Regions from separate parts of the Mus musculus genome. Here regions 1 and 2 are each linked to region 3. Evidence: chromatin contacts called from public Hi-C and HiChIP or PLAC-seq data. All regions are on one chromosome and are shown on one strand. The core of a region is the stretch at or near the end of the contact, and the rest is flanking DNA. Distances in the headings are between cores, read along the strand shown.

Region 1 (4,200 bases), core at 1,322-3,821, 66 kb before region 3:
TCCAAGAATCTTCCACATTAAAGCCTTCTGACTGGCAGTGTAGCCTTGCGCTTTGTTTTTGGTTTTGATCCTCGCCCCCTGCCCCCATACATTTATTTGTATTTATGTCTTGTGTATCTATGCTAGCTTGTCTACATGTCCACAATGTGCATGTAGGAGCCCGAGGAACTGTTTTAAGGCATTTGTAGTCCAAGACTGGTGATCTGAGTTCACTCCCCAAGGCCCGTACAAAGGTAAACGGAGAAAAGTCTACTTCAAAAAGTTGTCTTCTGACCTACAAACACACATGCATGCACACACACATACACACCACGACCACAGACATACAATAAAGTAATAAACTATTCCGTGGGTACATAAAACTGAGTACAGCAATTGGAAGGACGCCAAAATAATCTTTACTTAGGATACCAAAAATCTCGAGCTGTGGCCAGCCTGTACCGTATCACAGTACTATAATTTGATAAATAAGATCATGATATGGCGTGGAGGAATCACGTTGTTCCCTGTTCCCAAGTTCTGTCTTTGTAAATAAAAGAGCCAAGGACAAGACTGCAGACTTGTTCTAAGTCAGCCAGCTGCATAAGAGAGACCCTGTCTCAAAAGACAACAAAAGGCTGCAGACTTCAGGTGCCTCTCATTCCTTGTTCCTGAAGCTTACCTATGCCGCTGAGAGAAGGGCTGGCCCCTTCTGAAGTCATAGTACAACCAACCGGGGCTAGATGCCACTCCAGGCCGGCACGCAGAGCGTTTACCCCTGAAGATGAACTCTGCTCTTGCAAAGCAAGCTCTCGGAATTGATCCAGTTCATACTTGGATCCGCTCACTCAGCGGACGATGCCAGCCAGCTAGGAGCCCTCACCTAGACGGTCTCAGGAAAACCCACCATTCCCACAGTCAAGTGACCCTGCCCTTGGTGGGCTGTCACCCTCTTGTACAAAGGACTGTATGAGAACTCAACAGTTAACGCACACAGTAGCAGGAGGCTCCAAAGTAAGGGGAGGAGAGGCTGCTGCTCATTGTACGCCCTTTGTTACTTTTCAGTATGTATAATTTGTGTGTGACTACATACTAGATAAATTTACAATAGTTAGCAAGATGGACATGAACCTTTCACAGCAAACCAAAACCTCTCTACCCAAAATACATGAGAATGAAGTAGGAATCCAGAATGGCTGTTGAAAAGCTCTGGAGACAGGGGATCTATTTGAGATGTATGTGAAAGCAGCAGTCTCAAATACCTGGGAACAAGGTCTTTAATGAAATAGATTTAAATGCAAATTACCAGATCCCTGCTCCAGGTCTGATTCAGGGCACCTGCTCCAAAGTTAAACTCTCCTTTGGACCCTGTTCTTTCAAGGCCAGTAACTGACAGCCAGTTGGTAAATAACAGCGTGTTCCCCTAACTCCCTAGTAAAATGCTTCTTGTTGGCTCAGATGATGCACGCCTTTCATCCCAGCTCCCAGGGAAGCAAAGGCAGGAGGAGCTCTCAGTCCCCACAGGGTCTACTTAGTCCAGGCTAGACAAGGCTACATAGTGAACTCCTTTAGGGAGGGAGGGAGGGAGGGAGGGAGGGAGGGAGGGAGAGACAGATATCCTATATCAAACTAGAGCATGCTCAAAATTAACTAATCCAAGCCAGCTTATAGTCTCATAAAGGCAACCAGACATTGAACTTCCTGAACAGTTGGGCCTGGTGGTACATGCCTTTTTCCAAGGGGATAGGGAAAGGATGCCACAAGCCACCTCAGCCCCGGTGCTTTGTGTTTTGGTGTAATGAGGTCACCATGGCTCTTCCTCTTGCTGGCAGTTCTTATGAAAACGGTACACCTGACAATGTCTGGCTTTAGTCTAAATCACTGGGAATTGAGGAAATTCAGGCTGCATAAAGCGCTTTTCCAGATTACTCTTTAATTTAAAAGGCAAACTGAAGTACAGCGCCTACTGTGCTCCCCTGTCTGGATACCCTTATCCCCAGTCACTACCACGGTCACCTGCAATCGAGCTTAGCGTGGTAACTAAAATGGGCGACTGTCCTCGTCAGCACGGCTACCCACAGTTACGCCTCGTCTTCACTGAGACAAAGTCTCAGGCATCTATTTCCTTGGTAAATGACTAAATTCTGATTCAGCTACCAAATGTGGCTAACTGTTCTATTTTTAAAGAAAAGGCTCCAGCCACACACACAAGTGTTTGTAAAGCTGGGCCTCCTCCCTTAGCCGACTTCCCTGCTGAGATCCTAAGGAGCCCCAGCAACACAACACCGCAGCCCTTCCATCCTGGGCTGTGCAGTCCACAACTAAGATCGGATTCTTCCCGTGGGATTTCATCGCTTCAAACACTGTACTGCTCGTTAGCTTTCTATTGATTATTTAACAAGCGACGCCTATGGGTTGCAAAGAGTGCGCTGGAGGCCATTAACACAGAAAAACTTACTACTTCTTCCCGACATATTTTAATTAAACATTTCAATTAAGGAGCTGGGGTGTGCTTCAGTTGGAGACTTCGTGCCTAGTCCTCAGCACAGCAAACACTGGACACAGCGTCACACACATGTTAACTCCAGACTTGGACGGTGAGATCAGAAGGGTCAGAAACTCAAGGTCACAGCTACACTGAGACATCAAAGCCAGCCTGGGTAACTTAGATTCAGATATAAGATATATTAATTTTCTCATATTCTCTCTCTCTCTCTCTCTCTCTCATTTTTCATTTATTGGACGTGATATTATAGCAGATCCGATAGCATCCTGAGGTTGAAATCAATACCAGTAGTCAGAGCAAAGAGACTCAGAAGGAAACAGCTGGTACCTGATGTGCCCCACACACGGAGACATTTTATCAATGTGTTTCCTTACCTGTTGAAGCCACACTGAACACAGAGTTTCTGTTATTCATGATCACATATTCATGATCACAAGTAGCTAAACCATTACACACACACACACATATACATATAGTCATTTACCTCTAGTTTAGACTGGCTAGAGGGGTGGGGGTTAGCTCAGTGGGTTTAGTTCAGCATTACCACTAAGAACAGAAGGATGAGTGACAAGGAACAAGAAAAGGAACACTCTTTGAATAGAGCAGTGCAGCCAGGGTGCTGTCCACCTACAGTTAGCTCTTTCCCACGGCTGCCATCTAGACTGCTCTAAGCTGTGAGTGAGCTGGTAGCATTTGCCCCCCAAGGTCTGAGGCCAGAACACCTGACAGAACACCGTGTGACTGACTGAAAGGCAGCTCCACTACCCCAGCAGCCTCCAACCGCTGCAGCAGGCGCAGAGCTAACAAAGGGGGAACGAACGGGCCCGATCTCCCGAATCTTTCAGTTTGTAGAAGAAACAGATAATATCAATATAAAACCACTAAGTGCTTAAGGGCAGCCAAATGCTCAGAGAAAAGACAGGGACCTGCTTCAGAGGCAATGCCCACAGACATCTCCTAGATCAAGGAAAATGAAGTTGCTAAGTAGGCTCAGTGAGCACAAGACTAAGCCACAAGACATCTGAAACCACATTAAAGGGCAGATTTTTATGCTCAAAGAAGAAACAATTCATTGGTTTGTTTGACAAATGTTTATCAAGAGCTTTCTTTTTTTGGTTTTTCTTTCCTTTTTTTTTTTTTTTTTTAAAGATTTATTTATTATATATACAGTGTTCTGCCTGCATGCGTGCCTGCAGACCAGAAGGTGGCACCAGATCCCATTACAGATGGTTGTGAGCCACCATGTGGTTGCTGGGAATTGAACTCAGGACCTCTGGAAGAGCAGACAGTGCTCTTAACCACTGAGCCATCTCTCCAGCCCCTCTTTTTGGTTTTTCAAGACAGGGTTTCTCTGTGTAGACCTGGCTATCCTGGAACTCCTCTATAGACCAGGCTGTCCTCAAACTCACAGAGATCTGCCTGCCTCTGCCTCTGCCTCTGCCTCCAGAGCGCTGAGACTGCACACAGTGTCTCTCACAAGGAATGTCTGTTTTGAAGCATACTGATCTTTCTACTTCACCACCTGTGTGAAACTAGAGACTTAATCTCTCCGGTTCTCAGTTTTCTTCTCTGTAAAATGGGGGAAAACATGCACTTTATGTTATAGGTATGTAACCAGTGAATAGATGAAAATCTCTAAACGTGGAATGTGATCAGTTAGAACACACTGAGACGCAGAGAGCATATGTATTCTATGATCTATATGGAGAGGCTCA
Region 2 (4,786 bases), core at 62-2,561, 100 kb after region 3:
ATTCTTTATTAGTTTCAACATCAACGTTTGTTACAGGTAATCACAAGTGTCTTCCGGGTCACAGTCTGCCTCTGTCACCTCCTTACAGGACAAGGAATGTTCGAAAGCCTCAGGACACAGGACAGTTGAAGCTGATAATGAACTGTGGCCCATCAGATCAACGATACTGAAATCACAGGACACACGGATGAGGCTCACTGACCAGTTTCCACACGTGCAGCGAGCATACTACAGTGCACAGACCAGGGGATTACAGACATGCTGGATTCGGGACTTAATCCAGCTGCAGGTTCAGTTGTGGGGATCAATGTGCAACAGCTGTGAATGCGTTCTCACACGTCAAAGACACACATGACGTGAATAGATACTCAGAGGCTGACAGCAGAGGGCACAGCACGGCACAGGACTGAGACCTGTGGTCCCTTAGTCCTCAATTGGACTTAGGAAGAGGGGTGCCAACAGGGAACGGTACAGAAAACCACAAATTATCTGCATAGATAGAAAAGAAACCCCCCTGTGTCATAAACGCACATCCGGTCAGGTCAGGCCATGTGGGACCTGCAAGGGTCTCGGGACCCACTTCAAGAACTGCAGGTTTCCAAGAGAAAGCACTAACCCGAGTGAGTAGGTGGTGTCTGCATGCTGACCGTATCTGGGATCACTTCTAGCCTTGACTAGAAACCACAGGGAAGGAATACGGCACGTTCCCAGCCGTGGACAAGATGCACAGTTGCTGTTATCTGTCCCTGGGATACCTGGACACCCAGGAATCCCCTTGTTTTTAGACAGGGTCTCGGTACATGGCCCAGGCTGGCCTTAAGCTTGCCAAGCCCTGGTACCTCTGCCTCCCAAGCGCTGAGAGGACAGCCTATGTCACTGTGCTGAATACACGGTAATCCTGACTATGAACTGCGCTCCACTCAAGACTGAGGGAAACAGTGGCACTCTGAGAGGGATGGCTTTTCTGGAGAACACACTCTTGAAGGGAGTTTGAAACACCAACAGTCATTTGTCATGTGGTTGCTCAAGGTTCATACATCGTACTCTCTCTGTGTGTGTACTTAAGTTTGTGTAGAATGAGTCCAGAACAGACTTCTTGGCTAGAAGTAAATATTTTCCCAGTTGCTCTGTACTGTCACACCAAGAAAAAGGAAAAACCTTATTCTGAGACGGTTTAACTCATGTAGCCCAAGCTAGCCCCGTTCTCTCAATCCTCCTGCCTCAGTCTCCTGCAGGCTGAGATTACAGGCCAGGGCCACCACACCCAGACAACGGTTTCCTTTAAGATAGATGTATTATGGAGCACAGAGGGAGGCTGGAGGTGACCCGGGGTGAGGTCTCAGGCTCTATAGAGAAGAAGGCAAGCAGGTAGGTGTGAACCCAAGGCATCAAAGAATCCAGTACACTCCCATGGTTTAATTATGCGTAAAGCTTTCCTCTGAAAACCAAATCCTCCAGTCTAAAAATAGTTTACATAAAAATATAAAGCCCAGGCCCACCGTTAGTCTGGAATAGAACTTGATTCTCTAAACCGAGGGAGAGGGACATTCCGTAGAACCTTTAACTCCATGCATCCTTTGTGCCTGGCTCCGCTCTCACTACTGTTTACATTTTAACATGTAAATTCTAACACATGGCATGAATGTGACTATCCAGGGAACCCAGATAAGGTGGCAACACAACTGCCAGTGGCCAAGGTAGCATCAAGTATGCAGATTTGAACTTCTTGACTTAAAAAAAAAAAGAATGTTCTTTCATTGAGGGGTAGAAAATGAAAGCCAAGACAAATTTTAAAACAGGGTTATGATCACATAGAAAATTAGAGAGAACGTGTACTGTATAACGGGGAACACACAAACTCCCCAACTGTGAGAACACACTTGCTGGCAGCTAGGGTCTACCTTACAATCAAATGAAGTACACTGCCGAGCTCAGCACTGCAAAGCACTGTAAGCCAAGGATGAACTCTTGATCTACTGCATTCGCCTCCAAAGTCTCAGGATTACAGCAGCTGTGTGCCTGCATCCAGTCAACTGGGAAGACCCACTGAGGCCTGGCGTTTGAGACCAACCTGGGCCACACTGAGCTGTCACCTCAAAACCAAACTCACTTTATCTGACAGATGACTTGGATCTAAAAACCAATGCGGGTGGAATCGTAATCTGCAACTGAATCTGCACGGAGGGCTCCCAATGGCAAACGCAGAATTCAGCATTCCACAGGACCTGAAGGCAAGGGACACTCTCCTGTTCTTGTCAGGTATGGTGGCACACACCCTCAGTCCTAGCACTTATGAGACAGAGGCAGGAGGAGCAGTTCAGGGTCATCCTTGGGACACAGCAAGTTTGAGGTCAACCTGGACTACATGGGACCCGGTTTTAATGACAGACAATGCACCTGTGTGCGTGTGTTTGTGTGTGAGCTCATGCATGCACGCTCATGAAATCAATCCTACCACAAAAGGACTCAGCCCTAACATGTCACGCAAAGTACACGGCTCTCATGGCTTCATTTCTCTACGTTCTTTTCTTTGCAGTTGCAGCTATGTTCCTCTCTGTTCTATGCCCAGCCCCTTCACCTAGGCCAGCCAGCTCTGAATACTTGATGAGTGGAGCAGCTGATGTACCTGTAGCCCAGCACTCAAAGGCAGGAAAGTCTGCAAGGGACCAGTGATGCTGAGTGACCTATGGAGGCCCCAACAACACATCTTCAAGTGTAAGAAGCAATTCTACCTGAGGGCCAACTGCAAGCAAAGGTGGAAATGATTGTTAAAGGAGGAAGCATAGACTACAACAAGCCCATGCCTACAATCCAAACAAACAGAGCCTGAGGAAAGAGAGTGGTCTGGGCCTCAAGGCCAGCTTGGGCTACATAATGAGTGACAGGCTAGCATGAGCTACAGCGTGAAACCTTATCTCAAAATCAACCAACCAACCAACCAACCAACCAAACAAACAAACCCAACCACCCCCAAAAGAATGATTACTTTCCCTAATCCATGGGGGAAAGGACAGGTGATTTTTCTTTCTGAACAGCTGAAATACTTGAATGGAAAACTTTGAAATGTGTGGTGCTCACCCCTCTAATTCCAGCACTTGGGAAGCTGAGGCAGGAGGATCACAGAGGACTTGAGGCCCAGGAGCTACAAAGTGAAACCCTGTCTTTGAAGAAAACAAAAGCAAACTGGCTCTCCCTATTTAAAGCGGTCTTCACAAAGTCTTATCATTATCTTCTAAAGTTAAGACGACTAACGTCCTTGATTACACGCACAGCACAGGAAACCTCAAGCAGTAGCAGGCCGGCATTAGGAGGGTCAAGAGAGTAACTGAAGAGCTGCCCCACAGACTCCAACTCTGTAGTCCTCAGCCAAGCTTCCCGGTGACACATCCCACTGGCAAAGGGAGATTCCTCCAGCAGAGCCGAGGCTGGGAAGGGCTGAGCTGGGAGCAGAGTCCTGTACACCACTGTCACTGACTGCCAAGAGAGGCAGGACAGACGGACAGCCAGGAGAGCTAAGAGCACATCTGCCCACGATATCTGGATCTGACAATCTCAGTCATTTGGCCTTTCATCCTCAAAGCTAGTGAAAAAATACTTGTGAGAAATGACTTCTACAAATGATTTTGTATCTCGGGTTTCTTCTCATGCAACAACAAAAAAAAGGTCATGTCTACTGAACAACACTCAGCCTTTGCTCAATATATTTGTTAAGACACTGCCACACCTGTACAAAAATACCCACACCAAAGTACTGAAACCGTAAGACTAATTTTTAAATCTGTAAAAATGGCAGTGCACTGGGTGACTCTAGTTCTGGCCTGTGGTACCCAATGCTCTACAGGTTCAAGGGAACTAATATTTCTGGGGGAGGAGACAGGTGCCACATGGTCAGGGCTAACCTTGTCACTTAAAGTGCCATTGAGAATACTGTTCAGAATTTCAAACAGCTGGCCGAATCTGCTACTTCACCCCACGTTCTGGCCTGGGGAGGCTGGCCCAACTGCCTGACGGATGCAACAGCATCCCTGGGCTGTGCTCCTAGACAGGCGCAGCTGTAGTGGTGGGACAGGCAGGCGCGGCAGGCACCGCAGCCGCTCAGAGTGCACAGTCCAGCCGCTCACTCAGTGCCGCCGTGGGAGCCTCCGGGCGCCGCGTCTGCGTGATTTTCTGTTTTGGATTTTTTGTGTCTTCTTCCTCTTCAGTTTCGCTCTCACAGACGTGCACCACCACACTGGGGGTGGACTCGGTTCCCGCGTGCAGTTCGTATTTCTCCCCTGCAAGCACAGGAAGGAGCCTTACTCCCAGTGAAGGAAATCAAGTTCTTCTATCTCCCAACTTCCTCTTCTACTACGTCATTCAGTGGCTGATTTTTTTTTTTTTTTTTAAGACTGCGTCTCATGAAATCTGGGCCAGTTAGAAACTTGCTGCTGTAGCTGAGGCTGACCTTGAACTCTAATTCTTCTGCTTCCATCTCCCAAGTGCTGGCATTTAAAAAAAACAAAAACAAAAACAAAAACTCCCTGGAGTCGCACTATGTAGCCCAGGCTGGCCTAGGCTCACTGTGTAGACAGGCTGACCTGGAACTCCCAGGGAGCTGCCAGCCTCTGCCTCCCAAGTGCTGTTAAAGTTGAGTACCACCATGCCCTGCAGAAATTCTATTTGTAAAGACACTGTCGGGCTAATGCGATGGCTCAGTGAGTAAGAGCACTTGATGCTCTTCCGAAGAGTTCAAATCCCAGCAACCACATGGTGGCTCACAACTACCCGCAATGAGATCTGATGTCCT
Region 3 (4,774 bases), core at 641-3,140:
GTAGGGCGCTTTTTTGTTTGTTTGCTTGTTTTTCGAGACAGGCTTTCTCTGTGTAGCCCTGGCTGTCCTGGAGCTCACTTTGTAGACCAGTCTGGCCTCAAACTCAGAGATCTGCCTGCCTCTGCTCCCAAGTGTAGGGCGCTTTTTAAAAACACATGCTCAACCCTGGGCTCAAGCCCTCCCAATACAAAACCAAGAGAAAAAAAAAAAAAAAAGACTCTCGTGTAAATTCCCCAAATGAAAGGTGAAGATCAGCAGCCCTAGGTGCTGAGATGAGACGGACAAGCAACCTGTGCCCTCGGCTTCCTCCCTGAGCCCATGAACCTGATCCCAGTGAACAGACTTAGAAATCCCGTAGGAGCCTTTGACAGAGGGACCTAGGGACTCAGTGGAGCAGAGCGGAGCAGAAGTGGGGGTCCTGCTATGAGCGATCAGAGCTCTTGGTGACTGGCACTGGAGATGACCCAGGAGCACACCCACCGTAGTCGATGCTAAGCCTTCAGTGGAACCTGGAGGGAACCCAAGGGGAGCACTGTCCCGCACAGTCCTCAAAGGGTTCTCAGACAGTGATAGAGTCAAGACTGGGGAAACATAGCCACTCCCAGAGTATCACACCCCTGGGACTGAGCCCTGCCATCCACCAACAGAGGGGGGGTGTAGGGTACACTTCTGCACCAGCCGAGAAGGACTCAGGACGCTTCGTGACCCTGTGGTGAGGCTCTGCATCAGAAACACAGTATGCGGAGTCCTTGGGCTACGGTTTTCTGTAGTCCAGGAATGAAGCTGCTGCCCAGAGAAGGGACTCCCAACCCCAGCGGGAGAGCTGGGCAGCCATCTGATCCACTGCAGCTGTGGGGAGGGTGGATTCAGTGCAGGGCAGGACCATGGCAGAGAGGCTGCCAGTGGGAGGGGCTTTCCCAGACAGCCTTCTGTATGGCTGATGCCAAGGCTAGGGTCAGATGATGACAGATTTCCTGCTGAGCCCTCTGAAATGTTTGGAACTCGGCAATGACAGTCCAGAAGTTTCTGTTTCCCTGGAAGGCTCTGAAAGGAGAGTTCTAGATAAAGACTCCCGGTTTTGTTTTTGTCCTCTTACCCTGCCTGAACTATCCTGGCACCTCCACTGGGGTGGAACAATGGCTCTGAGACACTTGGCCACTTCCTGTCTCGCATCAGCATTTATTTAAGAAGCCCACTTCTTGGGTTTCGCAGAGGCACACTCTTCTCCGAGACCCACTGAAAAGCCATCTCTAGCTTTCAGTTCAACGCAAAGCATCGCTTCATTCTACAGACGAGGAAACTGAGGCCTGGAGAAGGTCAACTCAGCCTCCCCGTCCTTGCCACACCCTTCAGCTTCCAAGAATGCCTCAAGAGGGAGTGTTAGGTGACAGGAAACAGAAACACAGAAACGCTAGCTTTGAGGCACTAAAGCTGGGCCTGCCTCCCCCTCTCCTGCTTGCTTTGGCTAGAGTTGTCCCTTCCCCTCGGGACTTCAGTTGCCTTATCTTGTAAACGCAGATAATTATAGCAACCGCTCTCCAGGGTTGACGTGTAAATGAGAAGAGCTGGTCATCTGTCGCGAGCTCGGTGCACTGTAAGCTGAAGACACTGAGCAAAATGAACAGCCCTGTTTAGTCATGGTGACAACTCGAATGTGCAATACCCCCACCCAGAGACCCATGCATTGTACACTCCAGCTTGTGGGAGGTTGGGAAACCTTCGGGGCATTATACACATAGGTCACTGTTTGGTAGTGCTTCCGATCCACCAAGATACAAACAAGCCACTGTCCTAGCTTTTCATCCAGGTATGTCCAACCCTTCCTCTGTGGTGGAGCAAAGGTCGCTGTGGTGACCAGCTGACCCCTTATCCCTGTAGTCATAGCAATGACATCAGCAGACACACTCAGAGACAACCAGGTGTGTGGCAAGGATCCTGGACCCGCCGCTCTTCACTCTGAGAGAGGTGGAGAGGTCACGAGGACTCATTCGCTCCCCTCTGCCTCCCTTGAGGTCACAGAAGGAAGGGAAACTGAAAGCAGAACTCTATGATGCGATTCTCGTGAAGCCATCCCTCAGAGATGTGGGACTTTTGGGTGACACAGCTTTCTGAGTCGCCCACGCCTGTGAGTTTCCCTGCACAATGCTTCCATCAGGAAGTCTGAACCAAGCTGGACTCTGGGTGAGACTTTCTTTTTTTCATTTTGGGGTGTGTGTGTGTGTGCTCAAGAATGCATGCACATACTTCTTTTGTTTTTCAAGACAGGGTTTCTCTGTGTAGCCCTGGCTGTTTTGGAACTCTGTAGACTAGGTTGGCCTTGAAACTCTCAGAGATCCACTTGTCTCTGCCTCCTGAGTGTTGAGATTAAAGGCATGCGCCACCTTGTCTAGCTGCGTCTCTTTTTTCAATGCCTCATCAGTGGCCTGCCTTGTCCTAAGAAAAGCAACACAGCGGCTACACCGGGACCTCCTGCCGCCTCTGGTTGAGCCACTGTGGCAGCCACGTCTTCACCACAGTGACAGATAAGCCCTTGTCAATGTCTCTCCCTGAGTCCGTTCTGCCACCCGTTTTGTCATAGTAAAGGATACAGTCACAGGTCTTGACAGCGAGTCCCTCGTGTGACCTGTAGCACCCAGATATTGCATAGCCCCGTTTTCCATCAGCACCTGGCCCTGTGTCCTCACTGGCTTCCGGGAGAATGCGTCAGTGATGGTGGTTCCTCAAATGTCCTATCATTTGTCAGAAGTGAGTCCGTAGCATTATCAGACATACCAACTCAGCCTGTACATCCATAAGGGGCACCCAGAGCCCCAGAGAGAGATAAGGGCTTGCCCAAGCTCACCAGCAAGGGCTGACGGGAACAGGTCCCAAGCTCTACCCACATGGACACATAGCTCCTCCACCTTCTTCCTGAAAGGAGACTGGCCCAGGTGAATGTTTAAAGGCTACATCCAGGATGGGAGATTCATGCCTGAGTCAGTCAGTCCCCTAGGAAGGCCCAATGTTCTGAGTCCTCAGTCCACAGAACTGTGAATTTCACAGAGGCAGAGAGGCCATGGATCAGTGGACTTTGCCTAGTTGTATGATAAAATACCAGTGTTTGCCAAGGGTCTGTCTTTATGAGCCTGGGTTCAGCTCTCAGGATTGCACTTGACAGGTACAGGTTGTAGTGGTTTGCATGAAAATGACCCCCAGGTAGGCTCCAGTGTTTGAATTCTTGATGCTTAACTGGTGGAACTGATTGGGAAGGATTAGGAGGTGTGTCCTTGGTAGAGGATGTGTCCACCAGGAGTGGGCTTGGAGGTTTCAAAAGATGCATGCCATTCCCAGTATCTTGCTCTGTGTCATACTTTGCAGGACCACGATGTGAGCTCTCAGTTGTTCCTGCCCTTGTGTTTTGTGTTTTTGTTTTGCTCTGTCAGCGAGGACTCTAACCCTCCGAAGCTGAAGCCCATTTAACCACTTCCCTTTATAAGTTGCCTCGGTCATGCACGTTTTATCACAGTAATGGAAAAGTAACCAAGACACAGGGTGAGTGGCCTGGCAACTTCCAGCTACAGCCATCAGCATGGGGGAAGTCTGGGCGGGCTGGAACTCGAAGAGTCTGCTGACATCCCATCCCTTCCAGAGCAGAGGGCAGGGAACTAGTGCTGGATCGCTGGTGCTCAGTTGCCTCTCTCCGCAGGCAGGACCCAGGGTCTGCTCACAGTGAAGAAGACTCTTCCCTCTTCAATGATATCAGGCTGGAGAGATAGCTCAGTGGTTAAGAGCACTGACTACTCTTCCGAAGGTCCTGAGTTCAAATCCCAGCAACCACATAGTGGCTCACTCACAACCACTTGTAGTAAGATCTGACGCACTCTTCTGGAGTGTCTGAAGACAGCTACAGTGTAGTTACAGATAATAAATAAATAAATCTTAAAAAGAAAAAGAAAGAAAAAGAAATGATATCAAGGAATACGAGCCTGCTGGTGAGGAACTGAGGCGTCCTGACGGCTGCAGCGTGAGTGGGGCCATCTGGGTCCCCAGTGTCAGTCAGGCCTCCTGCCTAACCCTAAACACTGTAACAGCATTTTATGATGGATGCATCAAAAACCACACGCCACTACTGCGGACCTAGATTACTTCAAATCTCCAACCTCCTGAATTGTGTCAGGTCGTGCCATTTTGAGGCAGGATAGCCATGCAATGAAAATTAAGGGGCCACAGGAAAGGCACCTCCCACTCTAGGCTGTCACTGACGTCAAGGATCCCATAACAATTATGATTTGTTATGAAGGCCGCCTGCATATACATGATGGTCCATTGTTTGTTCATTTGTTTGGAGACAGGGTTTCTCTCCATAGCCCTGGCTGTTCTGGAACCAGCTCCATAGACCAGGCTGGCTTAGAACTAAGAGATCCATTTGCCTCTGCCTCCCAAGTGTTGGGATTAAAGATGTGTGCCACCATTATTTGGCCCACGATAATCCTTTTATGTAGATATTTAAAACTAGAATGTGAAAAGATGGGGCTGCAGAGATGGCTCAGGGATGAAGAACTCTCGCTGCTCTTCCAGAGGACCTGGATTCAATGACTAGAACTTATGGGGCAGCTCACAACAGCCTATATATATATGGGTACACTGTAGCTGTACAGATGGTTGTGAGCCTTCATGTGGTTGTTGGGAAATGAACTTTTTTAGGACCTCTGCTTGCTCTGGTCAGCCCCACTCGATCAGGTCAGCCCTGCTTGCTCAGTCCCTGCTTGCTCCGGCCCAAAGATTTATTATTATA

What was found. A called contact is a pair of places that touch in the nucleus more often than the background predicts. HiChIP or PLAC-seq counts read pairs in DNA pulled down with a chosen protein or histone mark.
Region 1: a contact with region 3 is called in a Hi-C map of bone marrow-derived macrophages, with 85 read pairs. The contact joins two enhancer-like sites. A contact is called at or near these places in 14 of 39 promoter capture datasets (the 3T3-L1 cell line, 3T3-L1-derived adipocytes, the C10 cell line and 8 more), 2 of 15 datasets of contacts at CTCF or cohesin (the NIH/3T3 cell line and large pre-B cells), 45 of 484 Hi-C or Micro-C datasets (the 3T3-L1 cell line, the BV-2 cell line, the C3H10T1/2 cell line and 22 more), 37 of 115 datasets of contacts at active chromatin or transcription factors (the 230-238 cell line, CD8 T cells, the HPC-7 cell line and 23 more) and 4 of 9 other capture datasets (adipose tissue, bone marrow-derived macrophages, liver and 1 more).
Region 2: an H3K27ac HiChIP or PLAC-seq map of embryonic stem cells shows a contact between it and region 3, with 8 read pairs. The contact joins two enhancer-like sites. A contact is called at or near these places in 4 of 39 promoter capture datasets (the 3T3-L1 cell line, the SN4741 cell line, hippocampal neurons and 1 more), 1 of 484 Hi-C or Micro-C datasets (the HPC-7 cell line), 3 of 115 datasets of contacts at active chromatin or transcription factors (embryonic stem cells and pancreatic cancer cells) and 2 of 9 other capture datasets (adipose tissue and pancreatic islet).

What each region holds. Positions count from the first base shown.
Region 1 is chr4:135,245,245-135,249,444 of GRCm38.p6, forward strand. All of the region lies in intron 1 of Clic4 (chloride intracellular channel 4 (mitochondrial)), which reads right to left. Among named protein-coding and RNA genes, the nearest start is that of Clic4, 25 kb to the right of the region's middle. Within about 2 kb of position 2,572, at least 75 of the 459 cell types and tissues checked have an H3K27ac peak or open chromatin away from gene starts, as enhancers often do. A contact at or near this core is called in the BV-2 cell line, the C3H10T1/2 cell line, CD8 T cells and 10 more, where this site is marked.
Region 2 is chr4:135,412,325-135,417,110 of GRCm38.p6, forward strand. Rcan3 (regulator of calcineurin 3) reads right to left here. Exons shown (of 5, transcript NM_022980.4): 5 at 1-4,274. The coding sequence ends at 4,096. Mir700 (microRNA 700) reads right to left here and starts at 4,309; the gene lies at 4,231-4,309. Within about 2 kb of position 1,312, at least 3 of the 459 cell types and tissues checked have an H3K27ac peak or open chromatin away from gene starts, as enhancers often do. A contact at or near this core is called in embryonic stem cells, where this site is marked.
Region 3 is chr4:135,311,956-135,316,729 of GRCm38.p6, forward strand. No RefSeq gene overlaps it. Among named protein-coding and RNA genes, the nearest start is that of Gm12984, 8.2 kb to the left of the region's middle. Within about 2 kb of position 1,891, at least 282 of the 459 cell types and tissues checked have an H3K27ac peak or open chromatin away from gene starts, as enhancers often do. A contact at or near this core is called in the BV-2 cell line, the C3H10T1/2 cell line, CD8 T cells and 11 more, where this site is marked.